2 separate regions of the Mus musculus genome follow, and region 1 is linked to region 2. Evidence: chromatin contacts called from public Hi-C data. All regions are on one chromosome and are shown on one strand. Each heading gives the region's core, a stretch centred on a gene start, on an enhancer-like site or on the middle of the called end of the contact. The rest is flanking DNA. Distances are from core to core; before and after follow the strand shown. Region 1 holds the start of Ikzf2 (IKAROS family zinc finger 2). Region 2 holds the start of Pikfyve (phosphoinositide kinase, FYVE type zinc finger containing).

Region 1 (3,339 bases), core at 367-2,866, 4.5 Mb before region 2:
GGCGCGGAGCCGCGCGGCACTTGTCCTGTAATCGATTGCCGAGCGCGCCGAACGAGCGGCCGAGCGCGCAGACACGCGCCCCCGCCCCTCCCGCCCGCGCGCTCGCCCGCTCGCTCGCTCGCTCACCCGCCCGCCCGCTCCCGGCTCTCACGGACCCGGGCGCTCGCTGACGACCCCCCCCCCAACCCCCTCCGCGCGCGCGCGGCCGCCACCGCCGCCGCCGCTGCCCGCCCTCCGCCCGCGGGCGTCTGCGCGAGCCCGGCCGGCGGGGGAGATGTGCTCGGGCTCCGCCGGATCGGTTTCTCGGGGTTTGACCAGCTGTCCCGGGCTAACCCTGCTCCTCGCTGAAGATGGAGGAAGTAAAAACAGGATTACCCTTAGCTACAGATCCACTGCCTTAGTTTCCACCACCAACTGCAGTGCACAAACACACGTTAGGCACAGGAAAGAAAGAAAGAGAGAGAGGGAGAGGACACACTAACAGTAAACACAAACAAAAGGGTGATGGGATTATTTTACTGCATGCACTGCTGAGGTAAATCTCCGCTTGGCTTTTTGCGTGGGGAAGAACAGCTCTTGTTTTATTTGTCTTCTGATTCATAGATTATCTATCAATTTGTGTATGGTTTGCAAAGGGGTTGGGGAGGGGGAGTGTTTTCAAAGTTAAGTGTAATGATATGGAATCTTGTTTAACAGTGTGGTGTGATCGAATGACTTGTTGCTGTTAACCAGGGATAATAATAATATAGACGCTTTTCTTTGGGGAGGGATGGGTTGTGGCTCTGATTAGGGAAATGATCTCTGTTAAGGACGCTCAGGGAATTTCGTTGAAGATGATGTCCTTTGCCTTAATGTATCGTCCCCTCCTTGTAATCTGCTTCTGGGATGTTAATGGACTAATCAGTTCTCATCTTTATAGCTGTCATGGATTTGGACTTGTTTTTGCTTTGTTTTAACTTGAATTCCAAGAAGAAAGATTGGATAACCTGGCATAGATTGCAGCTGTCTGGATAGAGGCTATTATACTGTTGAGATTGAAAACAAAACAAAACAAAAATAATAATAAAAATCTGGTGTGACACATGTATAACAGCAACAGTTAAATCGCTTTGACAGGTTCTGGTATGGACGAAGGAGATGGAATGAAGATTTAATTTCTTTTTCTTTTTCTTTTTTTCCTATTTTGCCAGAGGCCACAAAACAGTCCTGTGAAGTTGGCCTAGGTTCCTTGCTGGGTTCTGCCTGACTGTCCCTCCCCTCGTACCCCCCCTCCCCTTTTTCTTTCAGTTTTCTTGTCTTAGCTTTTGGTCGATTCTTAAGGAACCGGTGGATCAAGTTTTTTCTCTTCTCGTTAATCGCATTGCTGTAGCACTGACCTCTCTCTCTTTCTCTCCCTCCCTCCCTGTCTTTTTTTTTTTTTTTTTTTTTTTCCTCTTTCCTGAAAGTACGTGGTGCCATTCCTGAGTGACTTTTCCTACTAGACCATCCCAAAGGGACGAGGGGGCGGGGGCGGGGGAGGAGGAGGACGAGGAGGAGGAGAAGGAGGAGGAGGAGGAGGAGGTTGGGGGGGAGTGTTCCTTCTCTCTCATTTCTTGGTTTTGTTTATCAGCCGATCTGTTTGCTGGATTCGGTCTTGGAATGACCCACCTGTAAAGTGCTTTCCCTCCTCCTCGGCTTCAACTCTGCAGGGGGCTTTGCCTGGAGGGGGCAGGGAGGGAAGGGGGGGGGGACACAAAAAACTTCTTTCTTTCTTTCTTTCTTTCTCCGTTTCTCTTCAGCCCGACATTGTCACCTCCTCCTTGAGGGGTTAGAAGAAGCTGGGAGCTCCCGACAGAGCTGGAAATGGTGATGACTGTTTTTTAATCAGAGGACAATTTCTTTTGTATGTACATTTTGTTTCTCTTTCTCCTTTTTCTTCCTTTTTCTTCCTTTTCCTTCACTGAGGGTTTAATAACCCTTTCACTGTTGGCGCAGACTTCTTTTGCTTCTAACTGACGCTTCTTTTTAGTATGTGTGTTAAATGTGTACATTTTTAAAGAGATAGACTCATTTGTAAGCTCTCGGTAGAAACTGCTCCCCTTTAAAACTTTCCGGGTCCCTTTCTTTCAAACCTTACGTAACCTAATTGAAAGAATTTGATAAGAGTAGAGCAGGTCGGAATTTAACTGCTATGTAGTGACTGGGAATTTGATCTGATTATTCCATAAAGAAAGAAAGAAAAGTTTTTGGGGGGCGGGAGGGGGGTAGGGAGGCTGGTGGTGAAGGGGAGGGGAGGGAGAAGGGAAGTGGTTTTGGAGACAAGAAGTGAAGCTGCCTGTTTTCCAGTAAGTAATGGAGAAATTCCAGGAGCTAGGGCTAAATATACTTGGCGATCAATACAGAAATGGCTCATTGTGAATAATTTAGCTGCTGGTGCTTTGAGAGTTTTGAAACTAAAGGCAAAAAGGACCTGGGCCAAAGGGGGGAAAAATAAGTAAAAATCTTTTTCAGGACTTGTCAATTCTGTAACTTTTTCCCTCAAAGAATACAGTTAGATTATCGATCTTCTTATGATGTGAATCAAAGCTAGGGGGTGTTGTCTCATGCAATTTACTTTTGTTTCTGGGGATACAAAAGTATTTGTGTTATTGATGCATGAAAATCATTCCTCACACTTGGGGAGAGGAAAATCCTCCCCTCCCCTCGTGCACAGCCAAAAGTTTCTGACTTGTTGGAACTCCGAATGTCTCAAGTAGGCTTGGCATTGTCTCCGGCCATAGTCTGGCAGGAAATTAGGGTACGTGGAACAGGTGCTCACACAGGATTTGGGGTGGGCTAAAACGTCAGTACAAGCCAGAGTTGGCCAACTGCCGCAAAAGTCTTTGGGATACAGTCTAGTACTAAGTAGTTTTGTTTTGTTTTGTTTTCTTATGTTTTGTTTGTTCTCTGTGCCCCCCCCCCCCCCCCATTAGAACATGATGAACCAACTTGCAACAATTGTGAATAGAGCTGTCTGTATACTAGGGAAGTACTCAAACTGCAGGGCGATTGTGGGAAGTAGTGAGTGGTAAAATACTTAGATAGCAGTTACAGTTGGCAAATTGGAGATTACCCTCTCCTATTTTTTCCCCCAATAAACCGGGTAAATTTTGACGAGAGAGAGTCGTTCTTCTCTTGCTACAGCCCATCTCACAGGACACTTAGCGTCCCTATGTCCCTATCCTATCTCCAGCAGGAATCAGATCATTTGCAGAGAGTTCAATGACTTGCAAATGAGCACGCACAGTACACTGTAGTATGTTTCTCAGGCACAGGTTGCAGGAGCAACATGCACTACCTGCTTGGGGCTTGAAATAAGTG
Region 2 (3,083 bases), core at 329-2,828:
CAGCATAATAACTGTTTATACTGTAAAGGATGGCTCTTTCTGAATACATAATTAGAAATATTAACCTACTTATCCAACAACTTCTGCAGTGTTTCTCTGCACTAGTGTGGTATACACAGATTTGAAATGAGTATCTTGGTGAAGCAAATCAGAAAATGAATTCGATATTAAAGTGTAGCTTGACCTATCAGCTCATACGAAAACTGTAGGTGAAATTCAAAACAGCAGTGTAATCATTTTCTAGAGTGTTTTTTTCTTAAGTATAATTCTCAAACTTTTATCTATTAATGCAGGACAGCTGAATACAAGCAATGTTAGCTTCCATCAAGAAAGGCATATTGTTCATTTTGTGACCCATGCACAACAGAAACATTAAAGGAAAACCAGTGTGATCCACGTAACTTTTCCAGAAAGAGGCAAAGGGAGGGGGAGGACTCAGGAAATTAGTGTTGCTTCTCAGAAAAGTCCTGACCTTAGTCACAAGCCTTAACCTAATGAATCGAAGAGAAAGAAACTAAGACTATCTTCCCCCCACCCAACCCCCGCCGCCACCCCGCACGTGTGTCGGTCTCTGTCTCTGTCTATCTCTCTTTCACTCCCCCCCCCCGGGGGGGGGGGAGAGGGAATGGGACAGAGTGGGAGTCCTGGAGAGGCAGAAAGAGACTCAAATAAATGTAAAACAAGACGGTGAGGTTTGCTGGGCGTCTACCTCTACCAACACAAGATGCACCAACTGAAGAAGCAACCCTTCATCATTTAACACATTACGCACTTAAGATACACAGCAATGACCTGCTTTATGCAGAATTGCCATCTTCCCCTGAATGTCCTAAGAACCTACATAGGACAGAAGACCCTAAATTCCTAAATGCATCCATCAAATTTCACTTTCAACCTTTCTTGGGAACCTCTTGGGAAAGGGGAAACGACTTACTCGGAAACAAAGCCTCCTCCTCAAAACAGGACTACGTTAAAGTTAAAAAGGAAAAATAAAAGCCTCAAATGGCAAAAACCAGCATTTAAGCTGGTGGACACACTCAAGCATGGAATGGTTTCTGTGGGTCAGAACTTTCTTTTCCAGAGTAGGCTGCACCCTGAGACTTGAGCTCGCCCGCTCAGAGGAAGGGATGACATGGTCCACCTCCAAAATAAGTTCGAGCATTAGGAAAACAGAGAGGCAAGAGAACTTCCATTGTGTCAAGGAAGCCTCGGCGGGAGATGGCCCAGGAGGCCCGCGGCCGGTCTCGCCACACAGGGCCGCCGGGCGCTCAGAAGCCAGCCGGTTCCCGGCGGGTCTTCCCCGCTCGCCGGCCGAGTCTCGGCCGCAGAGCCCCGGGCCCTCGCCATCCCTCCGGCGGTGCTCCGCGACCCACGCTGGCCTTCCTCCCACTGCGCGCCCTGCCTGCCCATGCCTCGCCGCCTCCCTTACCTTCGCCTCCCGCCCCGGCCCCGCGGGCCTCCCGCCTCCCCGGCCTCCGCCTCACCACTCTCGGCCGGGAAGCCGAGGCCAAGCACAGCGCCGGCTTTCTCAGGCAGCCGGCGGTCGCGCCGAGAAGCCCAGAGGCTTACGCGGTAACTGCGGCTTCTCGCTTCCGCCTACCACCTCAAGGCTCCGCCCAGTACCCCTTCTAACCAATCATCAACCGGCTCCAAGGGCCGGCTCCGCCTACTTTTCTCCGCCCTCTAGACCTTCCGATCAGATGTTCAGGCTGAAAGAATCCAACCCAGAGAGTATCGTTCTAGACCCCCCCCCCCCTCCCCCCAGAGGACTTAACGCTGCCTCAGCCATCCTGAAGGAAGCGGGGAGGACGGTGCATGTGAGCATCACGCGCGCCAGGCATTAGACGCCAGCCAGTCGCTGTTACCGTATGTGTTCAACAACGTGAGCACATATAATTTAGGACCGCTCTCAGAGCTCTCTTGGACCGACTTCTACCTGTGTAGTCCAGAGTGAAGAGGTAGTTAATTAGCTTTCAGGATCCTTTCAGGACTCCGCTAACACCAACTATGTGTCTTTGAACAAATCGCTTGTTTCTCTAGGCCTCACACCTCTGGTGGGTAAAGGAGGGTTAATTATAGCTGCGTTTACTCCCTGTTGTTTTACTGTTGTTGTTTTTGTTGTTAATGTTTTTGGTGGTCTTGTTTGAGGATTAGGTAGAACTGTGCATGAAAGGCAGTTGGCACAGAATCTGACTCAAGTGAGGTTGAATATAGCTTTTTTTAATTCGGGTTTTGTGTTGCAGATAAGAGTTATCAAGCCCTGACTTGCTCAGCTTAGTATTAACATGACCCGTTATTTTTGTCCTGCTAACAGGGCTGTGCCGTTAAAAGTAGAAAACAAGCTAAAACCCGCTTACTGAAAGCGTAGGGCTTTGCAGGGGAGCATTGAAAGGAATCTGAAGGTTGGTGATATTCTGAGAATTCTTTTCTTCTAAAACTTTGGCATTTCCCACCCAGCTTTGGTTTTTTGTTTGTTTGATTTGTTTCAACGTTGGAAATTACCATCAAAACCTGAAGCTAGGGGACGCTGCAACTCCTGGTCACCATCCTTAACTGGCTCTTGGATCTTGTCCTCAGCGTCCTCTGACCGCATTGGTCTTCATTACTACTGTGCCTCTCTCCACTCTCCACTCTAACTGTCATCTATACAAATCAAAACACCGGGCTACCTTGGGTACTATCTATCCTTAACCTAACCACCTCCACCACCAACCACGTCCCTCACACATATCCCTGGGGGCTTGCAATGTCTCTTCAAACAAACCTTTCCCAATAACTCCTTCCTTGGCCCATAAACATACACAAGCATCTTCCCTAAGAAGAAGAAAAAAAAATCTTTTCTTAAATTAGCCCAACAGACCCTAATATTCCATAAACGTACAATAAATTATAAAATAGACCAAGAGAACACAATAGATAATCCAGCAGAGAGGATAGCAAGATACAGAAGAAACTCTATGTACAGAAACACCCGATCAACTAACACTTTTTAAAAGATATAGTGGGCTGAGCGGGTGCCAGAGGAGCATAGGGGGACGGCCAGGGGGTCAGATTCCTCTGAAACTGGAGATATAGGAGGTCGT

Evidence for each region. Hi-C and Micro-C count contacts between places; a contact is called where the count stands out from the background.
Region 1: a contact with region 2 is called in a Hi-C map of uterus, with 16 times the contacts expected there. The contact joins the promoter of Ikzf2 here to the promoter of Pikfyve in region 2. A contact is called at or near these places in 7 of 484 Hi-C or Micro-C datasets (CD4 T cells, CD8 T cells, muscle stem cells and 2 more).

What each region holds. Positions count from the first base shown.
Region 1 is chr1:69,684,237-69,687,575 of GRCm38.p6, reverse strand. It overlaps Ikzf2 (IKAROS family zinc finger 2), which reads left to right and starts at 1,616. Exons shown (of 8, transcript NM_011770.4): 1 at 1,616-1,882.
Region 2 is chr1:65,185,180-65,188,262 of GRCm38.p6, reverse strand. Pikfyve (phosphoinositide kinase, FYVE type zinc finger containing) reads right to left here and starts at 1,578. Exons shown (of 42, transcript NM_001310624.1): 1 at 1,430-1,578. It also overlaps a transcript of Idh1 not described here.